Regions from separate parts of the Capsicum annuum genome. Here region 2 is linked to region 1. Evidence: chromatin contacts called from public Hi-C data. All regions are on one chromosome and are shown on one strand. Each heading gives the region's core, a stretch centred on a gene start, on an enhancer-like site or on the middle of the called end of the contact. The rest is flanking DNA. Distances are from core to core; before and after follow the strand shown. Region 1 holds the start of LOC107840390 (SWR1-complex protein 4). Region 2 has its middle 17 kb from the start of LOC107840406.

The links. Hi-C and Micro-C count contacts between places; a contact is called where the count stands out from the background.
Region 2: a contact with region 1 is called in a Hi-C map of pericarp, with 4 times the contacts expected there. The contact joins the enhancer-like site here to the promoter of LOC107840390 in region 1. A contact is called at or near these places in 3 of 5 Hi-C or Micro-C datasets (bud, leaf and pericarp).

The regions. Positions count from the first base shown.
Region 1 is chr1:156,110,430-156,116,627 of UCD10Xv1.1, forward strand. It overlaps LOC107840390 (SWR1-complex protein 4), which reads right to left and starts at 2,951. Exons shown (of 17, transcript XM_016684243.2): 1 at 2,663-2,951; 2 at 2,491-2,580; 3 at 938-1,003; 4 at 791-850; 5 at 660-716; 6 at 36-165. The coding sequence starts at 2,776.
Region 2 is chr1:156,201,420-156,207,617 of UCD10Xv1.1, forward strand. No RefSeq gene overlaps it. Among protein-coding and RNA genes, the nearest start is that of LOC107840406, 17 kb to the right of the region's middle. Within about 2 kb of position 3,407, at least 5 of the 5 cell types and tissues checked have an H3K27ac peak or open chromatin away from gene starts, as enhancers often do. A contact at or near this core is called in bud, leaf and pericarp, where this site is marked.

The sequences.
Region 1 (6,198 bases), core at 1,701-4,200:
AAGCAATTGATAAACAATGAGATATTGCAGAATACCACTGTAGTAGCGGTCCTTCAGTTCCTCAACTGTACGATTTGAAGGGAACCTATCAGCTATGATAACGAAACGGAGATCAAACCTCTTGCACAGATCAAATAATTGATCCGTCTCTTCCTTGGTCCATGACTAACACATGAGAATAAGTAAGTGAGCTCACAGGGATATAAGGAATTGAAGAAACAATAACTTATCCTTCCAATGACATAAGCATCTGTCCAGACAAGGTTGAATGCATAGAATTACAAGCACAATCCAAGACCAGTTCTCAACAAAGATAAAAATGATTATTTGTAAGTTGCTTAAGGATTTTCAACAAAGATAAAGTACAAATATCGGTAGCAAGATACTTCATATCACGTCAGGCAATTGAAAGATTTCTGTAAAAGCTACAAAATAAATGTTGCCTTGGGTAATTACATAACATGATATTATCAGTCATCCAATAAATCATTACAGAATATGAATAGTCATTCAATAAACGACTGCAGTTAGGTTGTTATTACAGGATTCTAATAGAGTTTAAAGTTCAACTCAATGAAAAGATAAAGCTGACGATTCTTAATATTGCCTCATTCAAAGCGGATAACACATCTAACTTTGGATACTATTTTGATACTTACAGGGTTGGACAAGTACTTCTCATATTCCTCATCAGTGTACTCGAGCACATCCACTGACTGCATCCAACAGACAGCAGATTTAACACCATTTATACAAGAAGCCTCAGGAACAAGAAGAATCCTTGATATACCTTATTATACTTGGCAAACGAATAGTCACCTGTAGGCGGAACACCATTAACAACTCTGACCTGGGATTTATTGAAACCAAATGAGTTTCATCAGTGGATGGTTTGACAGTTACTTTAAGCAGATTCTAGATCACTAGAAAAACATACCCAATGATAAAGCTGTAAGTTATCTTTTCTAGCAGAACTTGTGAAAGGAAGCCATTGCCACGTAATCTGAATAGCAAATCAGAAGAATTTATTAACTTCTCTTAACATCAAGAAGAAGTTAGAAATTAGCAAAACAAAAACTTTGTTAAGGTACTAAACAAAGACGATGCCCAGATGACCTACTATTGTAAATAAGTTGTGACGATTTGCAATTGGCTGGAACTACACATCAACTTAGTTCCTAAAGCAATTACAATAAATTAGAGATTATGCTGGATAAGAGATCTTGGGTCCATGATTCAGGGGAATGGTGAGATTGACGAGAATGTCTCCCACCGTATTGGGGTGGGATGGATGAAGTGGAAGCTCGCCTCGGGGGTGTTGTGTGATAGGATGGTGCCGCCCAAGCTTAAAGGCAAATTCTACAAGGTGGCCGGCCGGCTGGCTATGTTGTATGGAGCGGAATTTTGGCCAGTCAAGAACTCTCACATTCAAAAATTGAAGGTGGCGGAAATGCGGATGTTGCGTTGGATGTGTGGGCTTAATAGGGGTGATAGAGTTCGAAATGAGACTATTCGGAAAAAGGTTGGAGTGGCTTCGGTGGAGGACAAGATGCGGGAAATCCGATTGAGATGATTCGAGCATGTGATGAGGAGGGGCACGGATGCCCCGGTTCGTAGGTGTGAGAAGCTTGCTTTGGATGGTTTCAGGCGGGGTAGGGGTAGACCAAAAAATACTGGAGAGAGGTGATCAGGCGGAACATGGAGCAGTTACAGCTCACTGAGGACATGATCCTAGATCTTCCCATGATCCTAGATAGGAAGATCTGGAGGACGCGGATTAGGATAGAAGGCTAGTGCCAGTTTGAGTCGTTGGGGTAGGGCATTACTTGGTAGATGTATTATTCTTGTTAGGATACTTTGTTGCATGCTTTATTACGGATTTGTTTACTATTCTTTGTTTATTATTCCTTGTGGGTGGCGTATTTATGTCTTGACATCTTGTTCCATGCTTTATTAAGTATTTGTTTATTATTCCTTGTCTTGATCCGGGGGTCTATCGGAAACAGCCTTTCTACTTCTCCTGAAGTAGTGGTATGGACTGCGTAGATCTTATCCCCAGACCCCACTACGTGGGAATACACTGGGTTTGTTATTGTTGTATTGTTGTAGAGATTATGCTGGATTGCTCATTGTCTTGTCACTATTCCATTCTGGAGAGAAGATAGGAAGCTTTTCTCTGTGCTACATATGGGGAGGAGAAAGATTCAATTGATCTTTTAATGAATAAAATTGCTTTCCATTTTGGTCCAACTTCTTTCTATTCTTCATCCAACATAGTTTTTTTAATCTAACTACTCTAAAGTTTAAATCTATTTTAAGTGAATCGGTCTTGTATTGATCCCGCTCTATTCATGTTCAGTATTCAGAGCATTCGTTATACTATCATTTGATTATTTTACAATGCAGGAGCTCCAACTAACAATTCTACCCAAAAGCAAAGGTATTAACTTAAAAAGACATAAAAAGAAACAGAATTAAGCAAAGAGTGACCTTTTCAGACTCAGAAAGAGCTCGGCGTTTCAATTGGTTGATATCAAGAGAAGGCATAAGAGGTGGAATACCACCTGTAAGTGCATAAACCTGCCAAGGAAACAAGGAAATTAGGAATTCTGGATATTCGAAAAACTGGCAACGCAGAGAGTATGTGAGAGGAATAACAAACTTCTCGAGAAATGCCATCAGGTTTCCTTTGAGATTCTTTCTGAGGCCTCGATTTCTTTTCTTGGGACATCAACGGCCCATTTTTGGGCAACCCTAAGATGTCCTTCGCATCCATATTCCCCCAATTTGTATCTGCAAAATTAGGGTACTAATATTAAAGCAAAATCTGATAAATTAGTACAAAGATTGAAGGGATTAGGGCCTTTTTGTGAAGAATTGGAGAACAAAAGAGAAGGGTAACGATCCGTTCTCCTTTTTGAGCGCGAAATCGAAGAATGGATTTGCTTTTTTGGCTTACCCGCGGGTGAGGGTGACTGGCGAGGACCGGGTCGGTAAACGGACTTCCTTCAATTGGGCCTTCTCTGTAGTGGGCTGGTTGCACAGGCTCCCCTTCCCCAATCAAGATTGGGCTTGGGCCAACGGCTCGTTTGTTGAGGATTTGTTCAGAAATGGCCCCAAAATGGGTTGATCTTTGATATTTTGTCCCCCCATAATAAAAGTCTTGATTTTTCGCTCCCGGTTAATAAATGTTTTACATAGGGCAAACAGTCAAAATATTTCAAGACAATGAATCCGCATAATTGATCAAAGTTTTGTCTTATAAAGTTGTAACTTAGCTATTTTGCTCACCAAACATAAGTTCTACTCCCACTGTCTCAGTTTGCTCGTTTCAAATTTCCTAATTTGATTTCTCATTTACTTGTCATTTTTCATTAATCAAGACAAGACAATTTTTTTTTTCTTTTTTACCCTAAGCATTAATTGTTTTTTGTTCAAATTAAAATGTAAACATCATTTAATAGGAATACTATGATAAAGTGGTCATGTTATTAATTGTTTTTCTTAATCAATGTGCAATATCAAATTGGGACGAGTAAATGGGACGGAGGGAGTAACTTTTGTCTATAAAACTAACATTTAGGACATTTAAGATGTGACTTGCTCAATTGACCCAAAGTTCTACCTTATAGGCAAAAAATTAGAAATTAAGTATGCTGTCCAACATACATAAGTTCTAAATTTTGCCCATAAGACATACATTAAGGAAATTTCAAGATAGCAAATCTATTATCATCTGATTAAATTGAAATGAGAAATCCAACAATAAATTATTTCTAAATAAGTATGCCATTCTTTGTTAAACCTACTAAAAATAGTATACCACAAATTAAAATAGTAATTCCTTCGTCCCAAATTATCCGTCCCAAATTGAGATGACATATTGAGTAAGAAAAATAATTAATAGCATGGCTAGTTTACCATAACACCCCTATTAAATGATATTTATATTTTAATTTATAAAAAAATAATTAATGCAAAGGGTAAAACATGAAAAAAAAGTTCTATTTCTTCTTGATTAATGAAAAAAGATAAATAAACTGGAAATCAAATTAAAAAATTTGAGACAAATAATTTGGGACCGAGTAGTATAAAAGCTTCATTTATTTTGAAAAGATGACCAATTATCTAAGCAGGATTGGGAAAATAATTTCCCCGACTTATTCTTATCATATTCAAAAAGTATACTACAACTTATCGATCAAGAGTAGTGCCGGCTCAACGGGGAACCAATTAAAGCCATGGCTTTAGGCCCTCCCAAATTAAAGATCCCATATTTTCATTAATATTTAATACTGTTATATAGTATATATTATAGAATTAGTATCATTATATTTTAAAAAGAACAAGATATATGCTTGTCTTTTTGGTATTTTAAAGAGTTTATTTAAAAACAAATAGATATTATTCAAATAAATTTTTCTTCCGTTTTAATTTGTGTGTTTTTTGTGTTTCGATAATTAAATTGATTAACTTTTGAAGTTAACTAAGATTAGGTCAACGCAATATTTTAAAACTTAAATATTCAAAAACTATCATCTAGTTCAAAAACTATATAATAAGTACTAATATTTAGTCTCATAAATAGTCAATATACGTACAAGATGACATGTACACCATCACTATAAAATAAAAAGAAAAGAAATCAAAATAAACATATTTATAATTTTATCAATTATATTTAAAGGCCTCTTCTCAAAGTTAACTTTAGGCCACAAATTCCGTTGAGCCTCCCCGATCAAGAGTGTCTTATTTGCAACTCTAATTTATTGATCTCAAAAATATTTATACTCCCAAAGAAGATACATAGAACTGGATCCAAATGTGACTTTCTTTTACAACGAATAGTAGAATGTGACTTATCAGAAAAAAAAAAAAAAAAAAAAAGACCTATGATCTTGAAACAACATTTATTTACCAAATGTGGCAGAGGACTGAATGTTGTGGACATCTTAAAACAAAATTGCTACATGCAAATTGTTATGGAACTTAGATCAAAAGAAAAACAAGCTCTGGACAAAATCTGCAAATTAAGCCTAAATAGGCCTCCTGGCTGGATGGCTAGGAGGATATGAAAGATCAAAATCCATATGGTAGAAGCAGAACTTGCTGAACTGCTAAAAATGAATTTTTTCTCTATCAAATTAATATAATGTAAAGCTAAGAGGCAATTTTCAAGAGGTGTTCGCGAGGAAAGTAATTTGCAATAAATAGCTGCTATTAGATGGTTCTTCATACTACATTTGGTTATCCATGATGAGTTAATTACTGAAATAAATTGTCTAAAAAAGATATTATCATTGATAGATTATGTGCCCTGTGCAAGGAAAAAGAAGAAAGCATGAACTACCTATTCTTTAGTTGTAACTTTGTTTCTAGCATTTGGAACAAGGTTCATAAGTGATAAGTGACAAGTTATACCTAAACTAAGAGATGAAGAGCGTTGTGTTGATTAACTTGTTAAGTCAAATGAAGGAACACAGTAGCAAAAACTTACAGAACGACAATAGATTCTTGTGTTTATTATATATGGCAAGAAAGGAATTAAAGGACATTTCAAAATATACAAAGATAGGCTGAGGAGTCACCAAATTAATTATCCAGGAACTGTTCTCTGAAGAAGAAAAAGGATAGCTAGAAAACTTGACGAATTGAATTATCACCCCTGGGCCCTAACATGAACAATGCAAAACTTACACTTTTTGAAAGGAGTGGTGATTGAGAAGGAATACACTATGTTCTTGTATTGTCATGACATAGGAGGAGGAGTTGATTTAGATCACTAACGTTGCGGAATGTCCAGCCTAATTAAATTATTTTACGAGTCCGAGATGAAGAGGATCACATGATTGTTAATTTTGGGGAGTCCTAATTGATATGGACACTTTCACTTTATGAAATGGATGCTAACATATTGGCACAATTTAAACTATAGTCCATATTTTTTGAAAGAACTTTATTACGTGTTTCACACAACTACACCTGTCAAACGGGACGAGTTAACCCGGCCCAACCCAACCCGAAATGACTCAATTAATAAAATCGCCCCGCTTTGACCCGGTTCGGTCAGCCCATGGGCTGTAGGATACCGGGTCCCAGATCGGTTAAATTTTTTGATTGGCCTGGTTAACCCGGCCCAGTCCGGATAAGTTTTTTTAAAAAAATAAAAATAAAAATTGATATTTGGATCAAATTATA
Region 2 (6,198 bases), core at 2,157-4,656, 91 kb after region 1:
GGAGATATATTACAGGAGACAGTCGAAAGGTTTGGGACAAGACCAACTAGTAGACACGACAGTAGGGCAATTAGACACAGGAAAAGAAAAAGAGTTACTAAAATTATTGTCCATGTCTCTAGGATTAGAAGATAGAACAAAAGGAAAAATATTTTCATGAAACAACACATCCCTTGAAACATGTATCTTTCTAGTGGCTAGATTAAGAACCCTGTAACCTTTTGTCCCATAAGGGTATCCTACAAACACATGAGGAATTGATCTAGTTTCAAATTTATCTTTGTGATTCTTAAGTGTGGTAGAATAACAAAGGCAACCAAAACTCCTAAGGTGGTAGTAAAGGGGTTTTTTCTTATATAAACGTTCATAAGAGGTGAGATTATTTATGAAAAAGATCGCAGTCTATTGATTATGTAGGTGGATGTAAGAATGAATTCACCCCAATATATGAGAGGCAATTTAGATTGGTATAAGAGTGCTCTTGCTATCTCAAGGAGGTATTTGTGCTTTCTCTCCACCGCATTATTTTGTTGTGGTATGTAGGGACAAGTCTTTTGGTGTACATTTCCTTTAAGTTGAAAAAAAATTATGGATTCATGATTGTAGAATTCCAATCCATTATCATTTCTGATGGTTTTAATGGTAGTATTAAACTAATTTTCTACCATAGATATAAATATTTTGATAGTAAGGCATTGCTCTTCCAACTAAGTAGGTGTGTCCAAGTGCATCTACTATAGTCATGAAATATTTGCATTTATTATGGGTATTGACATTGTAAGGGCCACAGAGGTCTATATGTAATAGATGAAAAACTTGAGTAGAACTGGTAGTCTTTTGGGGAAAAGACATTCTGCTTTGTCTGGCCATTGGACAGATATGACAAAAAAGGTTGTTTAAGTGTAAAAATGGCTGGTATAGATAGGATACTCCTCATTTTAACAAAGGTCACATATCCCAATCTGTGATGCCACAAGACATTTACATCCATTTCAACAAGTAAAGATGCATTATTAATAGAAAATTTCCTTTTATTCAATGGCGCAGAATTCTTTGTTACAAACTTACTACAAACTAAAACATCATTACTACTGGAAACTAGCAATATGTCTACATTAGAGATGGGTTTATTACAAGTAAACAAAGTAAAGAAAACACTAGGTGTAGACTTATTAGAAGAAACCACAAGGGAATTTGACACATTATTAGAACAACTAGGCTTAGTAAGGACAGAACTAGACACTTTAAGCATATCCTCAGAACATGAATGCACAATGAAATTTGATAAAACAATAGAAGTAGGATTAGATTTGGCTTGACTTGAGTCTGAGTAGTGAAGATAAAGACTGCCTTTAGTGCTACCAATCTCCAGAGGCCTCTTCTATGAAGGGCACTGTAGAAAAAAGGCATGAAAATCTGGTAAAGACTACAATGCAATTGAGTTGAACTGTTAAAGCATGGATGAAAATCAAATTAAACTTAAAACAAGGAACAAATAAGACTTGATTTAGAGTGATGGTAGGACTAAGAACAACATCACCAATTAGAGTCACCCTAACTTTGTAACCATTTGGTAATTACACTAGAAAGGGATATATCAATGGTTTTGTGTTAATGAGGATTTTTCTGTTGTGAGTCATGTGGTTTGTTGTTCCAGAATCAAGGATTTAAGTATAAGAATTCGATCTAGGCAATTTACTACATTGATTACCATGTTCAATAGAAGTTGAGCAAGCAATAATTCTTGCAAAGTTTACAGCTCCTCCATTTACATCGCCGTTCAAAGTTGAAGATTCATCTGCATTAATACCAATCTGCAAACTACCTAATATCTTGACCATTTATCCATATTGTTCCTTGGTTAGACGTTGCATTGCTCTTTTATGTTCCCTTGGTCTACATTCATTTTTTCTTGTGTTAAAACTTTCACAATATAGATTTGCCACAACTTGTTTTCCTTTATTATTATTGTAGTTATTGTACCTGGGAGCCTGTGGAAGAGGAAGAGAAGGGCCTTGTGGGTATCCATGGATCTTGGAACATTTGTCTTTAGTGTGCCCAGGTCTCCTACAAGGCTCACAAAATGGTCTAAGTTTGTTAGAGTTGTATCTATTATTTTTATAACTAGTACTTGGATACCACTAAAGTTTGTCCTGAAATTCCCAGTATTGATGTTGTTCTAATTGTGACTGTAATGTTCCTTTGAATTACTGCTACTAGCTCCATTGTATACATAGATGCAGATTCCAAAAATGATTGGTTTCTTGGCCTAACTTCCTTTGCTTCTCCTCTTGGATGAGTATGGAAAAAGATTGTGTGACAGTGGGAAGGGGATTCATCATAAGTATACTCCCTCTCACTACGGTGTACACCTCATTTAGTCCTATTAGAAAAAAATCATCCTCCTATCTTACTCAGCCTTTTCCATGCTCATCTTAGCCCCATATATGTATTGACAGGTACATTTTGCATATGTAGTCAGGGCACTAAAATCTTTCTACAACCTTTTCATCTTCTTATAGTAACCAGTGATATCTAGGGCTCTCTACCTCAGGACATTGATCTTTCTTTGCACATGGTACAATTTCACCCCATTTGTTTGATTATATCGATATTTTAATTCCTACCAGAGTTCTCTAGCATCATTTATGAATTGTAGACTATCTCCCAAATCCTTCGTGAGCTAATTAAGGATCTATGAAGTTACCATATCATCACAATGCATCCATTGTTCCTAGCTAGCGTCTTCTATAATAGGTTTATTATATTTTCCAGTAATGAACTAACTTTGTCCTTCACGGAAAGTGCCCTGAGAACACTTTGTCTCCAGGACCTATATCCACTTCCATCAAATACCAATACGGATACCACACTTTCAGATGGATGCATGTACAAAGGACTGTTTGAATCTGTAGTTTCCTTCCATGAATTTACCAAATTTTTTGTGTTTTCAGCCATAGATGGATAACTTTGAGCCCATCAAATCACAATTTTCACTATAGAGGAGAGAAAAATGAATGATGAGCAGAGTAAATTACAGAAATCAATGAATTTTTGAGCTAAACTAAAGAAGAAAAAAGGAGACTGGACAGAGTAAAATGGCAGGAAAATAGTAATCTGGAAGCTAAATCAAACTACTACAAGCTAAGATTTGATCGATAATTGCATCCTCGCTCTGATATCATGACAAAATCTTAACCTAATGAAAGCAAAATAGCTGAAACAGAGACAAAGGCGAGAGATAACTGAAAACCCAATTGGAAATTTTTTATTGAACTGAATGAATATTGAACTAAAACGAATAAGAAAAATATCTCTAGCCAACTAGTTATGTAGAAACGTCACAGGGTGCACAGCTGTACTGCTGTCACTATCTAATCTCCCTCTAATTAACCTAAACCATCCAACTAACTAACTGCTAATATGACAGATAATATTTTAGCTGCTAATTTGATAATAATCTCAATAGAGATAAAGTACCATCTTTCTTTGGATGTGGGATTCTTAACATTATGAACAAAAAAAAATAATACAAACTGATTGAAAATGACAAAAATACCTTCTTTCGTGAAAACAAAGGACTTTATTTTAAATCTTAAATAGAGATTGATATATATCTTGCTTCGGTGGCTTAATGTTGGTTTTGTGGACTTACAATTTTTAGTTTTTAGTTTTTAGTTTTAGTTTTATGTCTGTCGTTTTTGATAAGAAATCTTCATTTCTTACACTACACATAGTATCTTCATATTTACAGAGATCTAAAAGGACCATTTTCTTCCATTTATTTTGTAAGTGGCAAAGGATCGTAATTCCTCTCTTTTTAATAACTATCCTCCCATAACAATTTGTACTCGAATCTACCGTTAGGTGGTCGGATTGTGTCTCCTATCCTTATAGCTAAATGGGTTATTCATGGAAACTTGTTTTATGTGTAAACAACATAAATCCCCTTCTATTGAAACTAATTACATAAAATCCCTTCTAGTTTTCTCTCTCTCGAATTTTGCAAATATACTCATACATTCGTCTACCCATCATACATAGCTCGAATGTATGATAAAACAGTTAATTCTATATTTAAGGTAAGATGATAAAACACAATCTCCTACGTTCATGGAAAGAGTAATTAAATAAAATCTTTCACTCCCTTAAATAAAGCCATTAATTACCTATAATTATGTTTTGTATGATTAAATAAAATAATCGAAATTTAAATTTAAAAAAACTCTTAAACATCACTGTCAGTTTTTCTCATTTTTAATGACGTTTTTGAAAAAAAAATCGTGTTCGTTTTTCTTCAATTCTCGAAAAAAAAATATGGACATCCCCATATTATTACGTCATTTCAGAATTTGGGAGTTGAAAATCATTTATCAATTCTATAAAAGTGATGCAATTATTATTTCAGAAAGTATTAACTTTTTGAAATTGATTGCTACGATCACGATGGAATTGAATATTGACGAAGTTCATAAAAAAATTAAAGTAAAATACACAATAATTTCACATGAATAAGGGCACCTTATACATTTAAAAAATAAACTGCAGTAATGTATAATGTCATACTACACATCTAAATTTTTCATCTTAAACTGTATGACCTATATATTTTGACAGAAGGTATAGTGAAAATTTATACAAAAATAAGACTTTCTAATAGTATAATACCACATAAAGCATAAAATGCATCTTATAAGGACTTTTAATATATAACATATTAAAATATATATCTTCAGGCTTATATTATACATTAGAATAAGTATAAGGGCAACTTATACATTTTAAAAATAAACTGCAGCAATGCATAATGTCATATTACACATCTAAATTTTTCACTTTAAACATGTATGACCTATAAGCTTGACAGAAGGTATAATGAAAAATTATACCAAAATAAGACTTTTTAACTTTAAAATACAACATAAAACACAACTAATGTAATAAGAACTTCTAATGTATAATATATTGAAAATATATATCATTAGACTTATATTATACATTAGTCTTCCAAAATAACTAATGTATAATGCCTGATATATTATATCTTATACTTTCAAATAAAAACTTCAAGAATGTATAATGTTACACCATACATAAAAATATTAACATTATACATTTTTTATCTATAAACTTGTCAGAATGTATAATGTAACCTTACACAAAATTCATAGATTATAATTGTATAATTCGACTAAATACAAAAACAACCTCTTCTATATATACAAAAACTTGCATTATACATAAGTGTGTTAAATAAAGTAATGTATAATGTAAAAATCTACATCTTTGGACGCGATGACAAGTAATTTTTTCCCATAGTAGCAAATCACTTATTCTTTTGAGTAGACTTGGTGTACAAATTGCAATTATCTTTGCAACCACAAATCTAGCCTGTTTAAGAAAAAAACAAACATGAAGTTAGACAAAATACTAAAACATATAAAATAGAATCTTTGAAACATAAAGTTAGATCCAAGAATATTGGGAGAATTTGATATTACAAAATAGAATCTTTGAAAAAGTATTAAAAAATATAAAACGGAGCAAGATCATTCCTTTTCAGAAATAGAATAATATAAACAAACATTAAATAATTAAATAATTAGGATTTAGATTCTTACAGAAGATTGAGTAAGTGATTTTGCTGATTCAATCGTTTGAATAAACGTTGTTGTGCCGTGTTCACAAGATTCATTTTTCGTGGCATGTTCCACCCCATTATGCTCTTCTGCTATGATGATGATCCAAATGAGATTTTTTGAAGCTTCTGATAATTCATCGCCATTTTTTTGCCTTTTTTTCTCAAACAAGTCCATGACTTTCTTATTTGGTGAAGTTAAGAAAAAATAAAAAAAATCAAAAATTAATGAATGAAATCAATAAGTTCAATTAATGTTTGAAAACTTACAATGGTAAACTCTAAGTATGATTACTTGATTTTAGGCGTGAAAAAAGAGATTGAATAAAGGAGGATAAACTGATTTGAAATGGGAGAGAAAAAGAGAGGAAAAGGCAGCCTTTTTTGAATGTATATTATAAAGGAGAGAGAAATTACCAAATAAGGAGATTTTTCTAATTATTTTAAACTTTGTGTAAATACTTTACCAATTTGGGATTTAATGTATTTATGTAACTTTAACTTATGTATAGAGGTAATTTTTAGTTGTTTGGCTAAACCACATAAATTTCCTCCCAAGA